Linked DNA regions of Mus musculus: region 1 is linked to region 2. Evidence: chromatin contacts called from public Hi-C data. All regions are on one chromosome and are shown on one strand. The core of a region is the stretch at or near the end of the contact, and the rest is flanking DNA. Distances in the headings are between cores, read along the strand shown. Region 1 overlaps Zfp395 (zinc finger protein 395). Region 2 has its middle 26 kb from the start of Gm41177.

Region 1 (2,843 bases), core at 103-2,602, 240 kb before region 2:
TGGTTTGTCCTGTCCAACTTCCATGTGATAGCTCGTGTTTTATCTTACACTTTGGGGGGCCCCCGAGGTGGGGGGGAGGGGATGTATTTTGAAACAGGGTTTCTCTGTGTAGCCCTGGCTGTCCTAGAGCTTGCTTTGCAGACCAGGCTGGCCTTGAACTAGCAAAGATCTACCTGCCTCCCGAGAGATGGGGTTAAGGCCTGTGCCAGGCTTTGTCATGCTTTCTTAAATGGATAAACACACGATGAATGAAAAGCTAGCCACCTGGGTAAAGGTGGTCAATAGAACTGATCCTTGCGCCTGCGGGAGAGGGACATCAATCTTCCCCGAAGGAATGGCACTGGGTGTGTCAACCCCTCCAGGGCAGGCCTCACGTCCAGGAGTAGCAACATAACTGCACGAGGCTTTTTTGCTACTTTTTGTTGTTGTTGCTGTTGTTGAAGTTTTGTGTTTTTTCTTTCTGTTGGGTGTTGCTTTATTTTGTCTTCTTGGTGTTGGGTGGGTGGGGGGTGTTGTTGTGTTGGATTTTTGTTTGTTTTTGTTTGCTTTGAGAAAGAACTTAAAATTGGATAGGGAGGGGAGGGGAGAAGATCTGGATGGACTGGATGGACTGAAGAATATGATCGAAACATTTCAATTCGATCTGTTCAAATCTGTTTTAAATTTTAAAAATATAATAAAAAAGAAAAAGCAAAACAATAACAGCAAAAGGATAATAAGAAAGAGGCAGCCAGGCGATGGTGGAGCACTCCTTTGAGCCCAGCTCTCTGCAGGCAGAGGCAGACGGATCTCTGCGTTCAAGGCCTGCCTGGTCTGAGTTCCAGGACAGCCAGGGCTACACAGAAAGCCAGTCTCAAAAAGAACAAAAGAATGAATTAACAAATGGAGTGGTGGGAAGGGGGAAGGGAAGGGAGGGGAAGGGAGGGGAGGGAGGGGAGAAAGGAAAAGCCAGTTCTCTGCTCAAAGTCTGTAATCTGATATACTGGCAGCTTGATCAGGAGTCCCCAAGAAACAAAGCAAGAATATGGCATGCAGAATCTCCAAGTTAGGTGGCTGGTGCCTTCACACTCTGAGAACTTTGTGACTACAAATTAAAAATAAAAGGTGCCCCAGATAAATGGCTTTTAAACTGCAGCCACCGGTCAGGCTGTGTGACCCAGTGTAGAGTGTCCCTGGTGTAAGAGAGGCCCTAGGTTCAAGAACAGGCACAGGAAAAAAAGGAGCACAGAGCAAAAGAAAGCTAACGTGTAATGTCACTGACTGACAACAGGTGGCAGTACTAATACAGAGAAACCAGCAGTCCTTTGCTTGCCCTCCCTTCCCCCAAAAGAAACCCAGGAGCTTTGCTGAGCCGGAAGTTTGGGGTTTCTAGTACTGAAAATGAAGCCGGCGGTGTTTCCAAACCTTGGTTCCCAGTCTTCAGAAAGAACCTGAGATGTTTGGGCAACAAACTCTGACGCTGTTTTTGGAAGCCTGTCTTCTTTTTAAAGAATGCTCTTCTGTTGGTTGGTAAGCCTGTACCTTCCAGAAGCCAGAGAGATCTGCGCAAATAGGCAACTCTGCTCCTGGCCTGCTTCCACAGGCTGGCTACTTTCTCCAAAAATCCACTCAAAAACACACATTATGCTTTCAGGATTCAGAAGTAATGGGGCAATAATGACAGAAGTTGGCCGGAAAGATGGGTAGAGGAGCAAAGTCACACCTATTTTGGAAGTGCTAGCTGGTCAATTGGCATGGCGGGTCTCACCCTGCCTCCTAGTATGCACGCACCCTCCAGCTGGCCTCTTTCAGGACCCTCTTCCCCCACCAGGAAGCTTTCTTGAGAAATACTCATGGTTCCAGAACCAGCCAGCCTTCTAATTTGCCACGTGACTCTTTTCTGTGGCAGCAGAGAAAATTAGGAAACCTGTATTGTAAAGTAACGAGGACTGGATTTCAGCATGTAGCTAAACGCTGCCTTTCCGGTTTTACGTTCTCCACTTACAGATCCCTTGATGGGTCATAAACTCATAAAGTGGTCTCAGAACGTCCTAAGGGGCATCTGGAGTCCCAAATGCTGTCCATAGGAAAGGGATCGCTTATGTGCTTTGGTCAACGACCAGCCTCAGCAAACGCATCCTGATGTGCTAATGGCCTTTAATGCAGACATCTGCTCTCCGTTACCTAACTGAACCTGACAGAACAGTAAAACAAACTCGATGGTCCAGAATCACAAACTGCCATTCATCACATGATGGCTACTGGACAACGGCCTCTCTCTCTCTCTCTCTCTCTCTCTCTCTCTCTCTCTCTCTCTTTCTCTCAGCACACGTCTGCAAGTGCACAGAGCTGCATCTGACGGCTGTGCCTCTCACCACCCAGGGGCATTGCGGCATGCCATGACATCACCCAGCAGCACTTCCAGGACACAGGTCAGAAGCCAGCGGCTTATTACACAACGCATGGGACTTGTGTCAGAGTTGAGGAGGTGAGGTTTACAGCGAGGTTTCTAACTGCAAAAGCCCTGACGTTCACCAAGTTGATGATGAGGGTTGAAATGAAGACAAGAGGCTCCTATTAAACCCCTGTTTTCGTGTCTTTACAGAGATCTCACACCCAGCGCATACACAGTAGCCTGAGTTTTTAGTACTTAATATCCTGGGTACCGTCCTCATCTTTTACTGGAGAACTACCAGGTTTCTTTTTTTTTTTTTCCTTTAAATCTTTAATGTTTTAACTTGAATTTCTTTTCAATGTTATTTTCTAAATTCAACCAGAAGACAGAAGTTTGTCAGGAAACCGTGTCTCCTGTTTCCAGCAGATCTCCACCAGCATCTCTTTCCACACATGACTAGCAAGTATCT
Region 2 (2,702 bases), core at 6-2,505:
GAGGTGTGGCCTTGTTAGAGTAGGCGTGGCCTTACTGGAGGAAGTGTGTCACTGTGGGGATGGGCTTTGAGACTTCCTATGCTCAGCCTCCACCCAGTGTGGGTGGAGACCCTCCTCCTGGCTGCCTATAGAAGATAATCTCTTCCTGGTTGCCTTCCAATCAAGATGTAGAACTCTTGTCTCCTCAAGCACTAAGTGTGCCTTCGAGCTGCCATGCTTCCCACCATGATGATAGGGACTGAACCTCTGACACTGTAAACCAGCCTGTCTTAATTAAGGTTTTACTGCTGTGAACAGACACCATAACCAAGGCAAGTCTTATAAAGGATAACATTTAATTGGGGCTGGCTTACAGGTTCAGAGATTCAGTCCATTATCATCAAGGTGGGAACATGGCAGCATCCAGGCAGGCATGGTGCAGGAGGAGCTGAGAGTTCTATATCTTCATCTGAAGACTGCTAGCAGAATACTGGCTTCCAAGCAGCTAGGATGAGGGTCTTAAAGCCCACTCTCACAGTGACACACCTACTCCAACAGGGCCATACCTTCTAATAGTACCACTCCCTGGGCTGAGCATACACAAACTGTCACACAGCCCCAGTAAAATGGTTTCCTTTATAAGAGTTGCCGTGGTCATGTCTCTTCACAGCAATGGAAACCCTAAGACACATGCATACCTTGAATCTGAGCACTGGGAAAACAAATAGGTGGATGTCTGTGAATTCAAGACTAGCCTGGACTGCACAGAGTTACAGGCCAGCCAAAGGCAACTTAGTGAAACCTTATCTCAAAAAAAAATTAATGGCTAATATAGTACATTGTATGTCTTTATATATTTTATCATATACAGAAAAAGTCTCATTAGCCATCATATTGTCTAGGTGCTTGTGTCAAATTTGAGATAAGGTAAGATCAAAAATGCAATTCCTCGGGGGAGAAAAATAGGTAAAAGGTATTTTATACAATCCAGCCCAAGAAAAGAATACTGGCTAGATTCTTTGATGACAGATCACCAGAGCCCAAGACTGTAAGACAGCCAGAGATATAGCTAGTGCTCTTTAGCCTGCTCTACTTATAGATGAGAAGAGGCTAGCTCAGGGTTACTAAGTCATTGACCCAGGGTCACTGCACAGGCCCAGGCACAGTAAGTATGTGAAACCAAAATCTATCCTCGCTGGCCAGACTAGTGCTTGGTACCAACAAAGACTCTGAGCTGATGAAGCTGCTCCACCCGTCCAAGCAGGAAGCTAACCAGGTCTTTTATCTTGTTAGCCTTGTGGCAGCAAGTTATAAACATACCACTGATAACAGAGACTGTGTGGTTAGAAATGTATGCGTTTGGCTGCTGGTTCTGGGTATCAAGGTGGTAAAATGCAGCCAGGCATAGTGGCGCCTGCGTGTAATCCCAGCACTTGGGTGGTAGATGTAGAGGACCAGAAGTTCCAGGCCAGCCTCAGCTATAAAATAAACTCAAGGTCAACCTGAGGTTCACGAGAGACCCCGTCCTAAAACAACAGCGTAAACAGATAAAAACCAGAAAGGGGGGGAGGTAAGAACATCATGGAAGATGTGACGCTGGAGAGATGGCTTAGAGCACATTCAGAGGTGGGGCTTGGAATCCATGCTTTTAATTCCTGCACCTAGGAGGCAGAAGCAGGAGCAGCTCACAGTGTGAGGCCAGCCTGGTCTACATAGCGAGCTCCAGGTCACCAGAACTATGTTAGAGAAACCCTGTCTGAAAAAAAGAAAAAAAAAAAGGTTTGCTGCTTATGCTGTTCCACGTCTGCCTCCCACTTGCTGTGGTTCGGAAGTGGTTGGAGTGTGTGGTCCCCAAGGGTTCAGAGAATGGGCTGTGAGGGTGATGATGGAGGTGAGCAGAGGGAGAGAGCCTCTATGACGACGGATCCCTGGGCTACATACAGACAGACAAAAACCAGACAGTATTTGAATCAAGTCTTCTGGCGATTCAGGTATTCTTGTGGCTATTTCGTGATGGGTGGAGCAACATAGTCCAAAAACAAAGACAGCATTTGAAAAGTGCAGGCCGTCACGGTTGGTAGCTGTCTCCACTGTAGCGTCTCACATGAGCTGTCATCTCCTCAGCTGAATCTCTGGGTCCTCAAACAGAAGGGCCTTATCTAGCATCGCCTGCTGTCTGCTCTGGCCAAGTGTTCAGTCTGCCAGTCTGCTCTTAAGAGAGTTGTGACCTTATAGGGAGAAGGAGGGAGGGAGGGAGGGAGAGAAAGAGAGAGAGAGAGACAGAGAGACAGACAGACAGAGAGACAGAGAGAGGAACAGAGAGACAGATACAGAGAGAGGAACAGAAAGACAGAGACAGAGGAGAGACAGACAGGGTTTCTCAGCCTGGGGGGGGGTTTCTCCTCTTTCTACTAGAGCGCCCCAAGAATCCCCTTTGGTTCCACCTTCCTAATGTGTGGAAGGACATGCACTTGCCACAACCCTTGGCTTTTTTATACAGGTTCTGGGGATTGAACTCGGGTCCTTGCAAGGCAAGCACCTTCCTGCCTGAGCCATCTTCCCAGCACCTAACATATATAGATGCATCGTTTCCCTTTCTCCTGCTGCCTTTGCTTTCTTTCCCTCTTTGCCAGGCTGGTCTGGAACTTGCTAAGCAGCTCAGTGCAGCAGTGTTCCTGCATCAGCTTTGTGATCTGAGCCACCATAGCCAGGCGGTCCAGTGG

Evidence for each region. Hi-C and Micro-C count contacts between places; a contact is called where the count stands out from the background.
Region 1: a Hi-C map of the MNK3 cell line shows a contact between it and region 2, with 2.8 times the contacts expected there. The contact joins two enhancer-like sites. A contact is called at or near these places in 11 of 484 Hi-C or Micro-C datasets (B cells, CD8 T cells, the G1E-ER4 cell line and 7 more), 6 of 115 datasets of contacts at active chromatin or transcription factors (bone marrow-derived macrophages, embryonic midbrain, embryonic stem cells and 3 more) and 4 of 9 other capture datasets (adipose tissue, embryonic stem cells, liver and 1 more).

Annotation. Positions count from the first base shown.
Region 1 is chr14:65,380,215-65,383,057 of GRCm38.p6, reverse strand. All of the region lies in intron 1 of Zfp395 (zinc finger protein 395), which reads right to left. Among named protein-coding and RNA genes, the nearest start is that of Zfp395, 23 kb to the right of the region's middle. Within about 2 kb of position 1,352, at least 174 of the 459 cell types and tissues checked have an H3K27ac peak or open chromatin away from gene starts, as enhancers often do. A contact at or near this core is called in the G1E-ER4 cell line and the MNK3 cell line, where this site is marked.
Region 2 is chr14:65,144,529-65,147,230 of GRCm38.p6, reverse strand. It overlaps a transcript of Extl3 not described here. Among named protein-coding and RNA genes, the nearest start is that of Gm41177, 26 kb to the left of the region's middle. Within about 2 kb of position 1,255, at least 25 of the 459 cell types and tissues checked have an H3K27ac peak or open chromatin away from gene starts, as enhancers often do. A contact at or near this core is called in the G1E-ER4 cell line and the MNK3 cell line, where this site is marked.